Linked DNA regions of Pan troglodytes: region 2 is linked to region 1. The links are chromatin contacts, called in public HiChIP or PLAC-seq maps. All regions are on one chromosome and are shown on one strand. Each heading gives the region's core, a stretch centred on a gene start, on an enhancer-like site or on the middle of the called end of the contact. The rest is flanking DNA. Distances are from core to core; before and after follow the strand shown. Region 1 holds the start of TTBK1 (tau tubulin kinase 1). Region 2 holds the start of POLR1C (RNA polymerase I and III subunit C).

Evidence for each region. HiChIP or PLAC-seq counts read pairs in DNA pulled down with a chosen protein or histone mark.
Region 2: an H3K4me3 HiChIP or PLAC-seq map of stem cell-derived excitatory neurons shows a contact between it and region 1, with 2.7 times the contacts expected there. The contact joins the promoter of POLR1C here to the promoter of TTBK1 in region 1.

What each region holds. Positions count from the first base shown.
Region 1 is chr5:49,135,260-49,139,134 of NHGRI_mPanTro3-v2.0_pri, reverse strand. It overlaps TTBK1 (tau tubulin kinase 1), which reads right to left and starts at 1,597. Exons shown (of 15, transcript XM_016955558.3): 1 at 1,357-1,597.
Region 2 is chr5:49,407,861-49,411,735 of NHGRI_mPanTro3-v2.0_pri, reverse strand. POLR1C (RNA polymerase I and III subunit C) reads right to left here and starts at 1,740. Exons shown (of 9, transcript XM_016955581.3): 1 at 1,585-1,740; 2 at 1,386-1,457. The coding sequence starts at 1,653. It overlaps YIPF3 (Yip1 domain family member 3), which reads left to right and starts at 1,772. Exons shown (of 9, transcript XM_001138532.7): 1 at 1,772-2,036; 2 at 2,667-2,873; 3 at 3,061-3,167. The coding sequence starts at 1,956.

The DNA.
Region 1 (3,875 bases), core at 348-2,847:
TCATGGGGAGGGACGCTGCCACTCCTTTTCTCTTTCTTCAAGTGCCTAAGCTGAGCTGTTTCCTCCAATCCTTACAACTTCAGAGCATCAGGACTTCCCTCTTTCTGCCAAAGTGGGATATGGGGCATCAGGAATTTGAAGGGCAGTGAGGGCAATGGCAGGATGAAGGGAGAGGTAGGGATGGGGGTTCTAGAATAAAGGTGGAGGAGACAGGTTGAGGACAAGACTGAAGAAGCAATTGAACTGGTGGGAGGGGGGCCTTCAGAAGCTAAACTGGGTGAACTCTGGTGGGCTTTCCAGTCCTGGGACAGTGGATCTGTTAGGTTGATAAGGAAAATTTGTGTCCTGCTCTCATTTTATAGATGAGCAAACCAAAAAGAAACAGATGAGGCAAGAGAAGGAAGAGTGGAGCCAGGAAGATAAATGAGGGTTACCTGCTTCTCCCTCTCCACCCTCCTTCTCTCTGTGTCTGAGGACTATGCTCAGCTGAGACTGGGTTGGATGATACAAACATGGGACACTTGGCTGCCCCGTTACTGCCGCCTCAGACCCCTATGTGCACATGGGGGCATGGGCGCATGGTGAAGGCGAGGGCTTATGCAGGAGTTTGTATGAATATCTGTCAGAGAGTGCAGGTAGGAGCATGTGGGGCCAGTGATGGTACACAGGGGTACGTGGAACTGGTGGGAGCTCATCATGACCTGTAAATACAAGTGTTGATGTGTAACTCTGCAAGGTGTCAGCAGGTGTGTGTGGGAATCTGGGAGCCCAGGTAAGGAGAGGTGATGGAGACTAGCGAGGGGTGATGGGAACAGGTGAAAGAGGTGTGGAGGGAGGCAGAGGGGAATGGCAGGGATGAGGAGCGACAGGATCAGAGGAGGGGAGTGGGTAGGATAGAGACCCGTGAGAGATAATGATGACAGGCAAGGAAGAGATAGGACCATGGGAGGAATCTCTAGGCACAGTTGAGGGGGTGAGGAAGTAGGTAAGAAGGCAGGTGGGAGGCATGGAGGGACTGAGGACAGGGAGGGAGGTTACGGAGACAGCCGAATGATTCGTCAGGGATGACAGGAGAGCCAGGGGTGAAGCCATGGGGACAGGGGACGGAGGTGAGTGGGGAGGAGCAAAGTGCCCGGAGGACGGGTTGGGGAGGGAGGTCTGTGTGCTGGGGACAGGGAGCGGCTCCAGGCCTCGGCGCGGCCCAGGCGGTGTAGGCCAGCGTCCCAGCCCAGCGGGCGGCGACGGCAGCGCGGAGGGGAGCCCAAGAAGGCTGCGCTGGGAGGCGAGCCAGGCGGAGCCCCCTGAGCCCACGAAGGAGCCCCCGCCCCGACCCCAGCCCGCCCCGCCCCGCCTCACCTGCTCTGTGCCCGCTGCGGCTGCGGCTGCGGCGGCGGCGGAGGCAGCAGCTCCGGGCGGCGCATCCCCCGGGGCCGGGGCGGGGCGGGGGCGGCTCAGTGCGGCGTTGGGTGACCCACTCCCTCCGGCGGCGGCGGCCTTCCGACCCGGATCATCCCGGCCCGGCCCGGCCCCGATCCTCCTTGGGCGACGGCGGCGGCAGCGGCAGAGCGGGGAGCTGCCCACAATGCACCGCGCCGCCAGCATCAGCACCAGCCCTGACATCACCGCCCGCCGCCCGCTCTGACATCACGGCTCCTCCTCTGACATCACGTTCCGACGGCCCCGCTCCGCTCTCCTCCAGCCCTGGGACTCTCTGGCTGTCCCGCTCCAGCTCTCAGGTTCTCCTTACAGCTCTCTGCCACTCGCTTGACTCCATCTCCCAGCACAGCCCCATCACTCCTTACCTGTTCCCATAAAACTCACCTGTCTCCATCACCCTTTATCTTCCCCACTCCCAGCATGTCTAAAATTCCTCACCTGACCCATCAGTCTCGCCTGATTCCCCACTCCATCCTCTACATGTTTATATCGCCTTCCTCTCAACTCATCCCCCTCTCCTGTACCCATCCTCCCATACGTCCCCATCACCCACCACTTCTGGGACCATCCCACACTCGCACCCACCACCCGTCATGTGCAATTCTCACCTCACCACCTATATGCTTTATCTTTTGGCTCAATCTGTGTCTCTCTTTCTTTGGCCCTTTCTTTCATTTGTGGACAAACTCTGCCATTGGTTTTTACTGCTTACCAAATAAGATGGACACTCTTTACTGTAACATCAAAACATCTTCCCAACATGGACCCATAAGGCCATTACTCCCCTTCTGACATGTTGGGTTACTCAACAACTCAACATTCCAACATTCCTTGAACAACAAATTCTGCATGCCGCCTGTCTCTTTCAGTTTCTTCCTTTTTTTTTTTTTGTTTTTTTTTGAAACAGGGTCTCACTCTGCTGCCCAGGCTGGAGTGCAGTGGCACAGTCTCAGTTTATTGCAACCTCTGCTTCCTGGACTCAAGCGAGTCTCCAGCCTCAGCCTCCCAAATATTTGAGACTACAGGCATGAGCCACTATCCCCGGCTAATTTTTGTATTTTTTGTAGAGACGGGGTTTCACCATGTTCCCCACGCTGGTCTTGAATTCCTGAGCTCAAAGCCATCTGCCCACCTTGGCCTCCCAAATTTCTGGGATTACAGGCATGAGCCATTGTGCCCAGCCAGTTCTTTCCTTCCTTAATGCCTTCAACAAATGCATCAGAGCAACTTCAATAATAATAACAACAACAATGGGCCAAGTGCAATGGCTCATGCCTATAATCCCAACACTTTGGGGGACCAAGGCAGCAGGATCGCTTGAGCCCGGGAGTTCAAGACTGGCCTGGGCAACATAGTGAGACCTCATCTGTACAAAAAATTTAAAAATTAGTTGGGTGTGGTGGTGTGCACCTGCAGTCCCAGCTACTCGGGAGGCTGAGGGGGGAGGATTTCTTGAGCCCAGGAGGTCAACACTGCAGTGAGCCGTGATTATGCTACTGCATGCCAGCCTGGATGACAGAGCGAGACTCTGTCTCAATAATAACAACAACAACAACAACAATTGCAGCAGTTATTTACTTCTGCCAGATACTACTCTAACTTTACATATGTTAATTGCTTTAATCCTGATGACAACCCTATGAAGTAAGAGTACTATTGTTATCCCTTGTTTTATAGATGAGGAAACTAAGATACAGACAGGTTAAGTAATATGCATTGGGTTACACAGCTAGAAAGTGGCAGAGCTGGAATTCAGTCCCTGGCTCTGGAGTCCATGGTTCTAATCACCACATTGGGAGGAAAGATCATTGAGCCTGCAAGAGTAGTCAGGGAAGGCTTCTTGGAGGAGGTACATTCAACTGTAATTTGAGGAATTAGTAGAATTAGTAGAAGTTTGCCAACAGACAAGTGGGACCAGGGCAGAGCATGAAAGAGACTTCCAGGCTGAGAAGACAGCATGAGATGAGGCTGGGGCGGGCGTGTGCAAGATCATGAAGGATCTTGTGTGCAGTGCTAAGAAGATTAGATTTTATCCATTTGGTTTTTGGAAGTGTAGTGGATACTGTGGAGAGCCATTCAGATCTCCCTCCAGAATGTAGGTGCTTATTCTCCCAGATATGAGATGTTGAAGGCTGACTGCTTTCAGCTGACTTGTTCTCTGGGAATTGCCCTTGGCCAAGGGAGCTGCCTCATCCAAGATCATACCCCCTTCCTGGGACATCCCACATCCAGTTGATGAGTATAAAGGCCTGACCCCCTTGCTTCAACTGGGGACAGCTCTGAAGGGATATCCTATTTTCAAAATTAATAGGGACAGCTGAGGCTTCTATTGAGACTATATCAGAGCTCAACTTCCCCTTCCATGCAACCTTGCCTTCTTCAGTCCTCCACAGAGGTTGATCACCAGAGCACTTCCCAATAAACTTACTGCGCGATCA
Region 2 (3,875 bases), core at 491-2,990, 270 kb before region 1:
GCAGTGAGCCAAGATCGCGCCACTGCACTCCAGCCTGGGACATAAGAGTGCCGCATGAAAAGCAAAGAAAAAAATCCCCTCCTTTTTTGAACTATTCCCCTGGTTTCTGAGCTCTGAGCTCCACTCTTCTTCCTTCTCTTATGATCGACTTCCACCCATCTCTAAATTTGCCAGGTTCTTGTCTCTCTCCCAGGTCACCTTAACTGTACTAACAGTTTTAGCAACTATCTGTTCTGACAACTCCCAAAATGTTATCTCACTTCTGATCTCATTTCAAGCATACAGTCTTCTAGCCTGCTAGATTTCTCCACATGCAGAAAACAATGCATCATCATTCCCGTTCCCCAGACCCATTTCTCCTCTCAGTAAATGATACCACAATGCATCAAAGCAGTTCCCAAGCCAAAAAGTCATTTTATGCTACCCCCACAGCCTTTACCAAAGCAATCATAAATTTACCTTCTATTCTACCTTTGCTGTATTTCTACCATCAGTCTTAGTTCATGTCTTCAACCTCAGCTTCCCTTACAACAGATCTGCCTGCTCCATATGATCCTCCTCAAACTCATTCCCTCCCAGGCATCAAGGTTGCAAATCTCATCATGTCTGCTTAAGAACTATTCAATCTCCCTATCATCAACAGTGCCCAAGACACACTTCAACCTTGCCTACCACTCATGCCAGAACTACTTGGACATTCCCGGAGCACACTTCACACAAGCCATAATTTTTTTTCAAGCATTAACCTTTTTCATTGTTCATACTTTATTCCTTGTATCAACAGGTTAAAAAAGTAAAATTTTCCCAAGCACTGATTTACAGATCATGTTTATAAGCTGCACGCAAAGGTCAGTTGCCTAAACGGTAACATTCAGTAATCTATTTAAATGCAATTTTAACCCTTATTTTAAGCTAAGTGAAACAATACAAAAGACTAAATACACACAAAACCTGTATATCCTGAACTTCACTGACTTGAAACAAACCCTTCATAATTTAACTCCTGTTCTTTTTTACTTACCATTCAAGGCTCAATTGAGATGTCGCCTCCTCTTGAAATGTTAAGTACCTCTCCGCCCCTCTTCCTGGTCTCAGCGGAATGCTCCCCACCCCAACCTGCCGTCTTCATCGCTATCAACCACCTTCACCATATTACACTAGATTCACTTGTTTATACACACCATTCCTCAACAAGACTGAACATCTTTGCAGAACTGGGTAGAAACCGTGTCTAATTTGGCCTGTAAACGGAGCGTCTAGCACATTGCTCAACAAACTTACAAACGGAGCGACCCCCAAGAGCAGCTTCTGAGACAGACACAGGCTGCTCAGACCACAGGGTCTGGCCTTCATAACCCTCCCCAGACAACTCCGGCCCCACTTACCTTCTCGAAGCGGTCCTGGTCCCAGGCATCATCATAACCGGAATAGTTACCGGGAAAGTCAGTAGTATGGACCTAGAGCAAAGGGACGAATTTGTCCACGAAGGGACAGTGAGCCCACGGCTATCCCCACGCCAATCCCAAGACCCATCCCTGTTCCGCTCTCATTCCTCCCGCCCGAGCTCAAGGCCACAAGGCTTACATTGCGAACTCCAAACTCCCCCAGAACCACGCGGCTCCGCATTTCCTCCACCGCCTGAGAAGCCGCCATCTTCAATCTCTCCACGAGACTAGAGGTTCTATCTCGCGCGTGCGTCCTAGTAGTCCTGCTCCGTCTCCGTGGCAACGCGCCGCCTCCTGGAATCTTAAATATCGCGAGATTTTGCCCCGCCCCCGTCCACGTCCCCAGCTTCCGGAAGTTGGTTTTGTCCAAACATCCGGGCTTCTCCTTTTTGTGTTCCGGCCGATCCCACCTCTCCTCGACCCTGGACGTCTACCTCCCGGAGGCCCAGATCTTGCCCACTCCGCGCGCGGGGCTAGCGCGGGCTTCAGCGACGGGAGCCCTCAAGGGACATGGCAACTACAGCGGCGCCGGCGGGCGGCGCCCGAAATGGAGCTGGCCCGGAATGGGGAGGGTTCGAAGAAAACATCCAGGTAATGGCCCCAAGGCACCAGCTGCCAGCAACCGGAGGGCCGGCGATGTCCAGAAGTGTCTTGGGGATTCCCCCTCTGGGCCTGGAAGTCCGCTCCATTTACAAAACTCTCTTCTTTGGGTCTTCGTGCACACTAAAGTCAGTGGATTTACATTGACCTGAAAGGGCCAGACTAGTACTCCAGCCTGAGGATCTCGGGTTTCAGGGCCCGCCCGAGGCATTAGGAAGAAGGTATTCTTGGAACAAGTTAGGAGGTTGGTCGGGGTCAGGCATGGAGTGGGGTTGGGTGGGATTCACTGGCATTCGCTGGAAACATACTATGTGTATAGTTTTGTTTGGGGCTTAGGAAAGAAGGAAATGGGTACTTTTTCAGCCTTTTAGTCTTTGATAGGTAACGTAGGAGAAAGACATGAATGGAAGACTAGTAGGTTTCCCAGGCTAGAAAAGATAGCCAAAGCTAGAAACCAGGCGTTCTGAGAGCATATGAGGGGGAATGGAGTGGCATGATCTGTAGTGATTCCAAGCCGTATCCTCAGCAGTGGAAGAACAAAGCCCTAAACCCTGGGATGAGCAGAGGACTTAATGGATGGAACAGAAAAGTCCTGCACTCTAGGAGCCATTGTCTTCACAGGGCGGAGGCTCAGCTGTGATTGACATGGAGAACATGGATGATACCTCAGGCTCTAGCTTCGAGGATATGGGTGAGCTGCATCAGCGCCTGCGCGAGGAAGAAGTAGACGCTGATGCAGCTGATGCAGCTGCTGCTGAAGAGGAGGATGGAGAGTTCCTGGGCATGAAGGGCTTTAAGGGACAGCTGAGCCGGCAGGTGGCAGATCAGGTAAGCAAGATTGAATCCTCTGCAGGTAGAAAAGTAGACCTAGGTATGTCCCGTGTTCTGGAATTGGTGTTGGTGATGTTCGCCCCAGGTTGTCCAGTTAGAACCATGTAGAAATCAAACGGAAAATAGGCAACAGGATCTAGAACCAACAGTACCACAATACCTATGCCCATCTTCCTTACTTCAGATGTGGCAGGCTGGGAAAAGACAAGCCTCCAGGGCCTTCAGCTTGTACGCCAACATCGACATCCTCAGACCCTACTTTGATGTGGAGCCTGCTCAGGTGCGAAGCAGGTGAGGAGCCTTCTCTTGAAGAAGCTTCCCTCCTAACACCTAGACCTTCGTGCACACTACAATCAGATTTCAAGCCCTGGGCTCTAGTGGGCTCCCCGTCTTCATGACCCCATCACCTCTCATCACTGCACCTGTCACTGAAACAAGTAATAATAGCACACCATCTTCCTCTTCTTTTCCATCTAACTGACTACTCATCTTCCCTCAAAACCTACCTCAGATGTCACTTCCTCTGTTCCACATTCCTCAATCCCATCCCCAGTTTGTTCTCTCCTGGTGTTCCTATAGAACTCTGTGCTTGCCAGCCGGGCGTGGTGGCTCACGCCTGGAATCCCAGCACTTTGGGAGGCCGAGGCGGGCAGATCACAAGGTCAGGAGATCGAGACCATCCTGGCTAACACGGTGAAACCCTGTCTCTACTAAAAATGCAAAAAAAATTAGCCGGGTGTGGTGGCGGGTGCCTGTAGTCCCAGCTACTCGGGAGGCTGAGGCAGGAGAATGGCATGAACCTGGGAGGCGGAGGCGGAGCTTGCAGTGAGCCGAGATCGTGCCACTGCACTTCAGCCTGAGCAACAGAGTGAGACTCCATCTCAAAAAAAAAAAAAAAAAGAACTCTGCGCTTGCCTCTAATAGACAGCACTTCACCACTGCTATCCTTTCTTATTCCTGGAATCTTCCTTCCAGAGACCAACAGCATCTCAAAAGCAG